Regions from separate parts of the Mus musculus genome. Here region 1 is linked to region 2. A link is a contact called in public capture Hi-C data. All regions are on one chromosome and are shown on one strand. The core of a region is the stretch at or near the end of the contact, and the rest is flanking DNA. Distances in the headings are between cores, read along the strand shown.

Evidence for each region. Capture Hi-C pulls out chosen DNA fragments and counts their contacts.
Region 1: a capture Hi-C map of embryonic stem cells shows a contact between it and region 2, with 2.9 times the contacts expected there. The contact joins the promoter of Mccc2 here to the promoter of Cartpt in region 2. A contact is called at or near these places in 1 of 39 promoter capture datasets (cranial neural crest), 1 of 115 datasets of contacts at active chromatin or transcription factors (large pre-B cells) and 1 of 9 other capture datasets (embryonic stem cells).

What each region holds. Positions count from the first base shown.
Region 1 is chr13:100,011,490-100,017,370 of GRCm38.p6, forward strand. Mccc2 (methylcrotonoyl-Coenzyme A carboxylase 2 (beta)) reads right to left here and starts at 4,150. Exons shown (of 17, transcript NM_030026.2): 1 at 3,897-4,150. The coding sequence starts at 4,025.
Region 2 is chr13:99,897,851-99,903,961 of GRCm38.p6, forward strand. It overlaps Cartpt (CART prepropeptide), which reads right to left and starts at 2,833. Exons shown (of 3, transcript NM_001081493.2): 1 at 2,626-2,833; 2 at 2,107-2,190; 3 at 633-1,176. The coding sequence starts at 2,784. The coding sequence ends at 1,069.

The sequences.
Region 1 (5,881 bases), core at 2,900-5,399, 110 kb after region 2:
ACTCACACACACACACACACACACACTCACACTCACACACACACACTCACACACACACACTCACACACACACACTCACACACACACACACACACTCACACACACACACACTCACACACACACACTCACACACACACACACACACTCACACACACACGATTAAAAGTAAAACAAATTTTAATAGGAAGAAGGAAAGCATTAGAGTTGCTTTATGCAGATGAGTTGAATTTGTAGCAATTCAAAATGCATTGTTATACAAGGTGTGATGGGGGATGCCAGTAGTTCCAGCTCACAGGAGGAACTGAGGCAGGAGGATTGCTTGAGCCTCCGAGTTCAGACTCAGTCTGGGGAGCAGTACATCGAGATCCTGCCTCTCACAAAAATGAGCTACACAACAAAATAAATACAAATGTAAATATATGACTCAGAGCTGGGAGTGAGGCCATAGGTCTGGAACCTTGGAACTCAGGTGGCTGAGGTGGGAGAAAGGAACCGAGTTTGGTCATATTATGAGAGTCTACATTAAAAAAACAACAACAACTCTTTTTTAAAGTAAGGAAGGAGTGAGATGACTCAGTAGTCAAGAGCACTTGCTGCTCTCTCAGAGGACACTGATTCAATCCTTGGAAGCCACACAGAGGCTCACAACTATAATTCCAGTTCCAGAGACTCTAAAGCCCTCTTCTGGTGTCCACAGACACCAAGCATATACACACAGTGCATATAAATGTGCAAACACTCGTACATATAAAATAAAAATAAAATGCTAAAGTATCTCAATGTACACTGTCTATGACTTGTTTTATATCTAAGGACACACACACAAGCATTAAAAGTAAAAAAGAAGAAAAGCCGGGCGGTGGTGGTGCACTTGGGAGGCAGAGGCAGGCGAATTTCTGAGTTTGAGGCCAGCCTGGTCTACAAAGTGAGTTCCAGGACAGCCAGGACTACACAGAGAAACCCTGTCCTGGGGGGAAAAAAAAGAAGAAAAAATAGTCTATGTAAAGGTAGCCAAAAAAAAAAAAAAAAAAAAAAAAAAAAAAGAAATGGTCTCTTCTTCAAGAGTCACAAGTAAATAAAGTCAATTAAGATATTTAGACTAAACTGCCATCATTTTGCCCTTTGATAACCCATAATAGCTGACCCAAAGTCACCAACAGATGAGGGGAGAAAGAAGTCAGTATCTGCTGCTGTGACTGACTGATGTTTGCCACCAAGCGCATCATAACAGACGATTCAAACAAACCCAACATGACATACCATCTCTCCCAACTACCAAACTCAGTCTCAGTCTATATCAAGAGCTCTACCGTTTACCTCACTATACTTTTTGGAGTGAGAAACTCCAATATCCTGCATGACTCATTTCTCTCCTTCCACTCCAACATCAATTCCTAACTCCCACCAAACTCTGACCCAGTCTCCTCCCACCATCTGAGTCCCAGATATGAAACTCAGATCAACAGGCTCAGTGGCAAGTGCCTTTAACCACTGAGCCATCTCTCTAACCTTGGCACTTAATTTTGAAACAAAGTCTCATTATGTTGCCTTGTCTGACCTCAAACTCCTACTCAACAGGTACTCCCATCTCAACTGCCCGACTGCTAGAACTGTATGTACAACCATGCCTAGTTTACACTTTAATAGCCTAAGTTTAATGTATCTATATTTAATACTTTGCTTGCATGATCTAGAAAAATCCAGTTGGAGCTGACACAGTGGCTAGTTTTCATGGTACCAGAAGTGTTGTGCAGGTCACTTAAGAAATCAATGGTCTTACTCAGTGCTGGGCCCTGCATGTTGCAATACCAACCTCCTAGGTAAGCTATGCCCACTGGTGCAGTGGTGCAATGGCTGTTAGGTGACAACCACCATGTTCAGGTTGGAGTTTGAGGTCTAGTCCACAAACTGGAATTCATGCCTGGTACTGTAAGCCCGATCAAAGCCCTTGGCTTGGGAGGTCAAGGGCTCTAGGGGAGAATGTTCTGATGAATGGACCTGTCAAACTATCTGAAAATGTATGTTTATACATGTATATTAGTGCTGCTCTAAACCTCTGTCCGCGAAGCTTCTCTATGGAGTGGATAGCAGCTAATGGAGAGATTGATAACTATCTAAGTGCCGAGGATAAGCAACTGTGAGGTGCTCAGTCTTAAAATGAGATAGTTACACCACACACACACACACACACACACACACACACACACACACACACGCACGCTTAGGGAACATCATGTAAGAGGGAGTGGAAATACTGGAAGAGCCAAAGGCTGGGGAGGAGAGCTGTCCTCTGGATGTGACATAGCTATTGTGCTCATGAATTCACTGCAGTTGTGGCTACCTAAACAAGACCCGCACAAGACCAAGCCAACGATCAGTCAACATTGTAGCAATTAGCAACAATAGGACTCAGCTAGTTTTTAAGGTGGTATTAAAAGGTATTAGAAGGATATGGGAAGGTAGGTGGGAGGGAGGGACACATTGGGAAGTGTCTAGGGAGACTGGGAAGGGGAACTGGGAACAGATAACATCGAGATACACCAGCTGGGCGTGGTAGCACACGCCTTAAACCACAGAAGCAGAGGCAGGTGATGACCATGCTCAGCTTGGTCTACAGAGCTGATCTACAAAGCCAGGACAGCCAGGGCTACTCAGGAAAATAAAAATCCCTGCCTCAAAACAGACAAAAAGATACACTGTATTTCTGTATGAAACTGTCAAAACTAAACAAGATAGTCCTAAAAATAATAAAATAGCTATGTTCAAGGAAATGGTTGGAACTAGAGATCATCACAGTAGGGAGGCAGGGAAACAAATACCACATTTTCTCTCACATGCAGAATCTAGGTTAGATGTACAATTTAGGGACATGAAAGTATAAGGACTACTTGGAAAGAGAAAAGGAGACAGCAAAAGAGTGGAGAGGAGATAAGAGAGTCATGTATGTACATATAGTGAAGTGTATTTATTACTTTGTACAATTAGTATATAGTAGTTGTATTTTGTTGTAGTGGTGGTGGTAGTTTTTTTGAGAAGTTATTTTGTAACTTTGGCTGTCCAGGAACTGGCTTTGTTGATCAAGGTGGACCGAACCTCACAAAGATCCACCTGCTTCTGCTCTGTGTGCTCTAGGTGCCTTCAGCCCTTCAGGGCTAGGACACCTCTTACCACACAGCCGCACAGCTATCTGATTTCTAGTTAACGTTTCCCAGCCCCAAATGACTTTCATTCCTACACATCCAGGCCAAATACTTAAAATACCGCACAAACAACTTAGTGCTTAACTAAGTTAACTTCTTCCCTGGCAAATAACTGCTGGTTCTATGAATAATTCAGACGTTATCTGTAGAGGCCATGAAACAGATTTAAATGTTCCAGCTTTGATACTTCACAAATTATGAGTTGCTTCTTTGGCCAGGGGAAGCCACTCAGTCCCAAGAAAAGCTATGTAAAGACATTGTGAGCTGTGTATTGTTAATATAACTATTAAGCGGAAGAGTGTAAACTATCGTGCTATGGTAGTTCCTAAAGGTGGCTGCCACAAGACCGCTAAAGAATATACCCAGCCATGCAAACACGAGGACCACAACTTCGTGATTACAAAGTTGCCAAACCGGTCTCGGGCATTTGTAAGTTGTCCAAGCGACAATGCTTTGTGGGGTTTTGAGAACCACTGATTTGAGTGACACAAAATGCCAGTACCAGTCCTAAAAGTGAACTAAAATCTCACTGGAACGACTTCCTTCTGCAAACTTCACAGGACCCTACTGAGTCCCAGAATGACGCCTGAAGCTGCAAAGGAAAGAACAGCAGAGATCCAAGCATGCCCACCCTCTGGCCTCCGATGACTCCGGGGCAGGAAGGCGAACAGGCCTCCAGGACGCTCGCTCAACCTACCTGGTAGGTGGAGGAGGCCGAGTCAGGCTGGGTGCCCAGTCGGGCCACTGAGTCCCCGTGATAGGCACGCTGCGGGGGTACAGCAGCCCGACAGCACGGTCGCAGAGCTGACCTCAGCGCGCCCCACATGGCGATGGCAAACACCCAAAAGAGAAAGAGAGCGGCCCTGCAGCTCGGTTCTGCAGCTCCTGGGGGCTGCTCCTCCAGAGTCCTTGCAGCACCAGCCCTGGTCCATCAGCTCCCAGGCCAGCCCCGCACACGTGCCATCGCAGACCACCTCCAATTGGTCGGCGCTGCGCGCCACGCCTCTCTACTCCGCCAATGAGGCGCAGAAGAGCAGCTGCGCGAGTCCAGGTTCCATCGCGAGCCCAGGAACACTGGGCCGAGTAGAGCGAACAGATAAGTGGCTGCTGTCCTGCCGAAGCGTTTGTCACAAGCATGCACCCGCCTCTAGCCCATGTACTGCAGAGCTTCAGCACACCTGATCATTTTTAGAATGTGACAGATTGTAGACATCAGTACTGGGATCTTCACACCAATAAGGATTAAAAACACTCTGCGAAGTGCCTTAGTGTTGTTTTGTTTTGTTTTGACTCGCACACTTTATTGAATGCTTACGTGTTACTACAGCATGAGCAAAGTAAAAGCGCCAGGAGCATCAGAAAGATGAACAGGCTAAGGAGAGGGTCGGCTGTGCCCTAGGAGGAAAGATGCTGTAGGAGAATAGCACCCGAATAAAAGCCAGATTGGGTAGAAACACATAACTAAGATGGGAGCCAGGCTTGGTCGCTCTGTCTCCCTTGGGGACCATAGACTCTACCACTCTGCAGCTTCAAGAAAGAAGCCCGACCCACAGAAAACTATGGTAAACCAATTGATAGAAGGCTTGTCAAAGTTTCTGTAGCTTACTAAGTGAAGAGTCCACAGACTACTAAGTGAAGAATTTAGAGGCTAGGGTGGGCAACAAAATGAGACATTGTCTGAAACCAACTGTTTTAACATGAATCTTGAAGACAATGTCATCATACAAATAGTGTTGGGCTGAGTGGTAGAACGCTTGCCTAGAATGCAAAAGGCTCTAGGTGTGTGTGTGTGTGCGCGCGCGCACATGCACACAGAGGAGAGAGAGAGTAGGTGAAACATGCCTACTATATTAAATGGTGCTAATTTAGAAGGAGTGGCACTTTGTGTGTACAGACGTGGGTACGGTGTGTGTACAGAAGCACACATGGACACATGGAAGCTGGAGAATGTCAGTATCAAGCCATTACTCTGCCTTATTCCTTTGAAACCAAGTCTCTCACTGAACTTGCAGCGAGGTGTGCAGCTAGAAACCTCTGATCCTTCTGCCCCTGCTCAACCCAGTGCTTTTACCCACTGAGCCCTCCCTAGCTCCAGAAATGGCCAGCTTTTTTAAAATCTAAGAAAAACGAAGGCCTAAGTCAAATCAAAGTGAGTTCACCATGACATAAGCATTCTATCTTGCTACAAGCCGACCCCAAATAAGATCTTGTAATGTGGAAAATAACTTAAAGATTCACATGGCATCCAAGAAATGTAAAAGAAAACAAACCAAAGCAGAGCATTTGAGCTGAACGAAACATTTATTCCTGGCAACGAGGCTAAAAGAAAATAATTTCCTAGCAACTCCAGCACTCAAAAGGTCAATTAAGAGGATCAGCAGCTCAACCTTAGCCCGGGCTACACAGTGAGTGTGCAGGCAGTGTGGACTAAGCAAAAGTGCCCAAAATGTTTCCTCTGCTTTTCACTTAGTTAAAACTGTTTACCTTTGACCCTCCTACCGGTCCCGAGAGTTCCCACTGCTATCCAGGTGCCTCTCAAATTCATGGCTTATTCCTTAAATATATACACGGGTGGGAATAACTACACGACGCGGGCTGCTGAGTCTGTGTAATGGTGCCCATGTTTGTAGGCTAGGCTGAATACTTGGGATTGAAGTGTTAGGGTGTTAAAGTGTACTTGTA
Region 2 (6,111 bases), core at 1,583-4,082:
ATACATTTGTTTGCTGAGTCTGACTTATTTCACTTAACATAATGATTTCCAGTTCCATCCACTTTTCTGAAGATATCACTTCACTTATCTTTATGGCTGCACACAATCCAATTGAGTGTCTGTTGCACAAATTCTTCATTCATTCTTTTGTTGCTGCACCTCTACGGTGATTCCATTCCCTGGCTTTTGTGAATAGTGCAGTAATGAACACATATGTGCAAGTGTCCCTGAACAAGGCTCACTGCTGAAAACCAAGGTCTGAATAAGTAACAGTGTGCTTGTTATCTCAAACCCAACCATCTCTACCCCTCCTCTCTCTCTCTCTCTCTCTGTCTCTGTCTCTGTCTCTCTCTCTCTCACACACACTGGGAAGAGAGAGAGAGAGAGAGAGAGAGAGAGAGAGAGAGAGAGAGGAGAGAGAGAGAGACTACCACCACACCTCTGTAGTTAGCACACAGTATGTATACTGAAGCTGGTGTAACACACTCCTAATTAATGATCAAAACTCCTTGGAGCTGAGGTGCTGCTCTCCCAATAGACAGCTATTTTTAAAATATTTCTCTTTCAAAACAACAGCATGATTAATCCTATTATTCCTATTTAAATTACTTATGTAGAAAGAGCCATGCACTGTGAGCAATTGTTAAAAATGCTTTATTATGTGTAATTTGTACATGCTTCAATTTGTGTGGCTTTAGGGCAATTTATTTTCCGGGTTGTGATGTCATCTACCCAAATTAACTAGATCTAATTCTCATTGTGACACACCACATACAAAAATACAGTTTTAAAACGAAGTTCCTCTTCTTCCCAGAAAGATTCACAAGAATGTGTCAGATGGATAAAACAAGAAAAGAAATCTTTGCACACACACCAACACCATTCGAGGCATTCTCCTTCACACAATGATGTCAAATCTTTTATTTTGAAGCAACAGGGAAAGAGCCCATCCGCTCTCTGAGGGGAACGCAAACTTTATTGTTGCTAAAGCCAGGCTCCAGGGATAATGGAGCGCTCCTTTGGGGGAAAGAGGGAATATGGGAACCGAAGGTGGCGGCTGTCGTCCCTTCACAAGCACTTCAAGAGGAAAGAATTGCAGGAAGTTCCTCGGGGACAGTCACACAGCTTCCCGATCCTGGCCCCTTTCCTCACTGCGCACTGCTCTCCAGCGTCACACTGTCAACAACACAACCGATGGTTACTGGGGTCCCAAGGGAGCTTCCTCATGGTACCATCAGCTCAGGTCGAAGCAGTCAGATCCGAAGCCCAGGGGGCCTCGGGCTTATAATTTCAGAAAGAGGATATTTAAAGGAAGAAATTTAAATGACTGATCCCCTCCTCCTACGTTCTTCTGCCTTTGGGGAGGGACCACAATTTCAGCTTCCTTTTCTCTTTATCTGAAAGGGGCGGGGGGGGGGGGAAATCACCCAGATTCTTGCATCTAAGAAATATACACGCCTTTAATCCCAGCACTCGGGAGGCAGAGGCAGGCGGATTTCTGAGTTCGAGGCCAGCCTGGTCTACAAAGTGAGTTCCAGGACAGCCAGGGCTACACAGAGAAACCCTGTCTCGAAAAACCAACATATATATTTTTTTCTCATAACCTTTGTTTTCTGCTTTCCCACTTCCTTGCTCAAAGAAGGAAAAAGTGTGTGTGTGTGTGTGTGTGTGTGTGTGTGTGTGCGCGCGCGCGTGTGATTTTTACCTAGAGCTGTACAACGAAGGTGACCAGTCCTGAAAACTTTTTATCACAGAATTTAAGAAAGAAAACAACAACGAAATGATACAAATAAAGAAAAAGAAAAAAAATGGTGGTGCTCTAGAAGGAATTAGAGAGAACTGAATAGATTCAAGGGCTCTCCCATTTGAGATGTTTCAGAAAGTACTCCCACTCAGATCATGAGACTGTTTTCTGGCCCTAAGTAGCCTGTTCCCTCTTGTTCTTAGAGACCAAGGAGCAAAGGGGCGAGGGCAGAAGCAAAGAGGACGTTCCAGATAAATTCTTCACCTAGCTGCTCAGCCACCTGCTAGAGTAAAGACCGTGTGTAAGATTCTAGGCAATCTTTTCTCGTGGAAAAGTAGGGAAAAGGGAACCCGGAGCCTTACCATGGGGACTTGGCCGTACTTCTTCTCGTAGATCGGAATGCGTTTACTCTTGAGCTTCTTCAGGACTTCTTGCAACGCTTCGATCTGCAACATAGCGCCGGGAGCCCGAAGTTGCCGCCTTGGCTGCGAGCCCAGCGCAGGTGCTCACTTTCAGCCCAGTTATAAGGAGCCCGGGACACACAACCGCGGGGCAGCAGGACTCGGGGGACAAAGGGGAGTAGATACTGGTGGAAAGGAAGCCAGGCGGGCAAAGTCCCTAGACCTGACCTCACCTTCCAGAGCCTCCAAGGAGCACACTGCCCAGACCGGCCACAACTAGGGATTCGCTCGACAGACAGCCCGCAGCCCGTGAACTCAAATATCTTTGTCTGGTAGAGGGTACCCAGGGTACTTTTTTTTTTTTAATCCAGCGTCAGGGGCTCTGCCTTCTGGGATGGGACTGGGATAGAGGGGGACGCACGCAAAGCAAGGACCCTGTGGTAGTCCAGTGGGGGAACCCGAGGCGAGGGAAATACTGACCAGCTCCTTCTCGTGGGACGCATCATCCACGGCAGAGTAGATGTCCAGGGCTCGGGGCTGCAGCTCGGCGTCCTCCTGGGCACGGGCACCCAGCAAAGGTAGCAGTAGCAGCAGGGCGGCGCCCAGGAGGGGTAGCAGCCGCAGGCGGGAGCTCTCCATGGTTCTGGACCTCCTCGCTGCTCGGGCACTGCGCTCTCCGGCTTCTTATAGCCGGTTGAAATCGGGTGCCGGGAAGAGGGAGGGGGAGAAGAAGGACGGGGGTGTGGAGGAGAGCCCGGGTCAGCCGTCTGTAGGCAGCGCTCCGCTGCCGTTTGACGTCAATGCCCGCCGGGCTCCGGGAGCCCGGGAACGAGGCTCTGCGCACAGATGGGCTAGAGCGCAGAAAACAAGACCCCGTGCCCCGAAACGCTGTCCGCCCCGCAGCCAGGGAAGCTTCCCTAGGGGCCAGAGCTGAAACTGAGGGGCAAAAGGTGAGGGAAATGGAAAATGCCTTCGGGGCAATGAACAAGCAGAAGAGTTGTTTTCCCTATCTTAGCCGTGGTAGATGCACCAGAGTTCTGCTCATAGGCTCTGCTTTGCCTCCCTAATCCCCAAGCCCCGGGTGTAGCAGCAAGAAGGATATGTGGACTCCAGCAGGCTCACTTGCTGAGCACAATTCTAGGAAAGCTAGGGAGTGAGGGAGATGATCAGCATACTAGACGAAGGGAAATTATGTCCTCTGCACCAAGGGCTCTGTAGAGGCTGTGTGATACTAATAACCCGAAGAGGAAAGTAGAGTAACTCAACTGAACGGGAGCGAGAGAACCGGACGTGGTACCAGTCCTGGGCCAATCACTTCCAGAGTCTGTACCTTAGCACAAAGTTAACCTTTCTGATGGGCTGACAGATGGCTCAATGATTAAGAGCACGTGCTGTTTTTACAAGGTCTGAGCTCGAGTTCCCAACACCGCAGGCACCTGCACTCGTGTACACATACTTACACATATATGGATAATTAAAACTAAAGTAATAGCACATTTTTAAAGAACCTCTCCGAACATCTATCTTTGTCTTATAAAACCGAAGTTGGAAGAATGTAACACTGGAAGGATGGAATTGACGGCTCTTGTGTACAACGTTCCTTAGTTACCCTCGCCACAATAAACACTAAGTTACCCTCGCCACAATAAACACTAAGTTACCCTCGCCACAATAAACACTGAGTTACCCTCGCCACAATAAACACTGAGTTACCCTCGCCACAATAAACACTGAGTTACCCTCGCCACAATAAACACTGAGTTACCCTCGCCACAATAAACACTGAGTTACCCTCGCCACAATAAACACTGAGTTACCCTCGCCACAATAAACACTGAGTTACCCTCGCCACAATAAACACTGAGTTACCCTCGCCACAATAAACACTGAGTTACCCTCGCCACAATAAACACTGAGTTACCCTCGCCACAATAAACACTGAGTTACCCTCGCCACAATAAACACTGAGTTACCCTCGCCACAATAAACACTGAGTTACCCTCGCCACAATAAACACTGAGTTACCCTCGCCACAATAAACACTGAGTTACCCTCGCCACAATAAACACTGAGTTACCCTCGCCACAATAAACACTGAGTTACCCTCGCCACAATAAACACTGAGTTACCCTCGCCACAATAAACACTGAGTTACCCTCGCCACAATAAACACTGAGTTACCCTCGCCACAATAAACACTGAGTTACCCTCGCCACAATAAACACTGAGTTACCCTCGCCACAATAAACACTGAGTTACCCTCGCCACAATAAACACTGAGTTACCCTCGCCACAATAAACACTGAGTTACCCTCGCCACAATAAACACTGAGTTACCCTCGCCACAATAAACACTGAGTTACCCTCGCCACAATAAACACTGAGTTACCCTCGCCACAATAAACACTGAGTTACCCTCGCCACAATAAACACTGAGTTACCCTCGCCACAATAAACACTGAGTTACCCTCGCCACAATAAACACTGAGTTACCCTCGCCACAATAAACACTGAGTTACCCTCGCCACAATAAACACTGAGTTACCCTCGCCACAATAAACACTGAGTTACCCTCGCCACAATAAACACTGAGTTACCCTCGCCACAATAAACACTGAGTTACCCTCGCCACAATAAACACTGAGTTACCCTCGCCACAATAAACACTGAGTTACCCTCGCCACAATAAACACTGAGTTACCCTCGCCACAATAAACACTGAGTTACCCTCGCCACAATAAACACTGAGTTACCCTCGCCACAATAAACACTGAGTTACCCTCGCCACAATAAACACTGAGTTACCCTCGCCACAATAAACACTGAGTTACCCTCGCCACAATAAACACTGAGTTACCCTCGCCACAATAAACACTGAGTTACCCTCGCCACAATAAACACTGAGTTACCCTCGCCACAATAAACACTGAGTTACCCTCGCCACAATAAACACTGAGTTGCCCTCGCCACAATAAACACTGAGTTACCCTCGCCACAATAAACACTGAGTTGCCCTCGCCACAATAAACACTGAGTTGCCCTCGCCACAATAAACACTGAGTTGCCCTCGCCACAATAAACACTGAGTTGCCCTCGCCACAATAAACACTGAGTTGCCCTCGCCACAATAAACACTGAGTTGCCCTCGCCACAATAAACACTGAGTTGCCCTCGCCACAATAAACACTGAGTTGCCCTCGCCACAATAAACACTGAGTTGCCCTCGCCACAATAAACACTGAGTTGCCCTCGCCACAATAAACACTGAGTTGCCCTCGCCACAATAAACACTGAGTTGCCCTCGCCACAATAAACAACACTGAGTTGCCCTCGCCACAATAAACACTGAGTTGCCCTCGCCACAATAAACACTAAGTTGCCCTCGCCACAATAAACACTAAGTTGCCCTCGCCACAATAAACACTAAGTTGCCCTCGCCACAATAAACACTAAGTTGCCCTCGCCACAATAAACACTAAGTTACCCTCGCCACAATAAACACTAAGCCTCCTGGTCCCTTCCCCTAGAACTGTGAAGTCGTCCAAAGACTGTGTGTCCCCTGTCTCAACTTTAACTCAGGGCAAATTGAACCACCCACCGCACTCATCCTTCCCACTTTCTCTGGTACTCCAAGAATTCCAGAAATTAAAGGAGTGAAAAACGCAGCTCCCTGATTCTGGAAAGATCTCGAGAGATCAGAAGCCAAGGTGAGCCAAGTCTTCTGGTTCAGGAAGACACACAATAGTGGCTTTGTAAAGTTAAGGGCCTCACCCTATGTGGAACATGGACCCAGAATAGATCCCATCTGTTTGTTGACCTGACTGCTTGCATCGCACCCTCCTCCCCTCGACAGATCCTGAAACACACCCTTTCTGCCCCAGTCCCATCATCACACCAGAATCCTGGCCAACAGCCGCAGTGTGCTGACTGTCTGGTTCTTCATCCCACCCTTTTCCCTCACCTTTC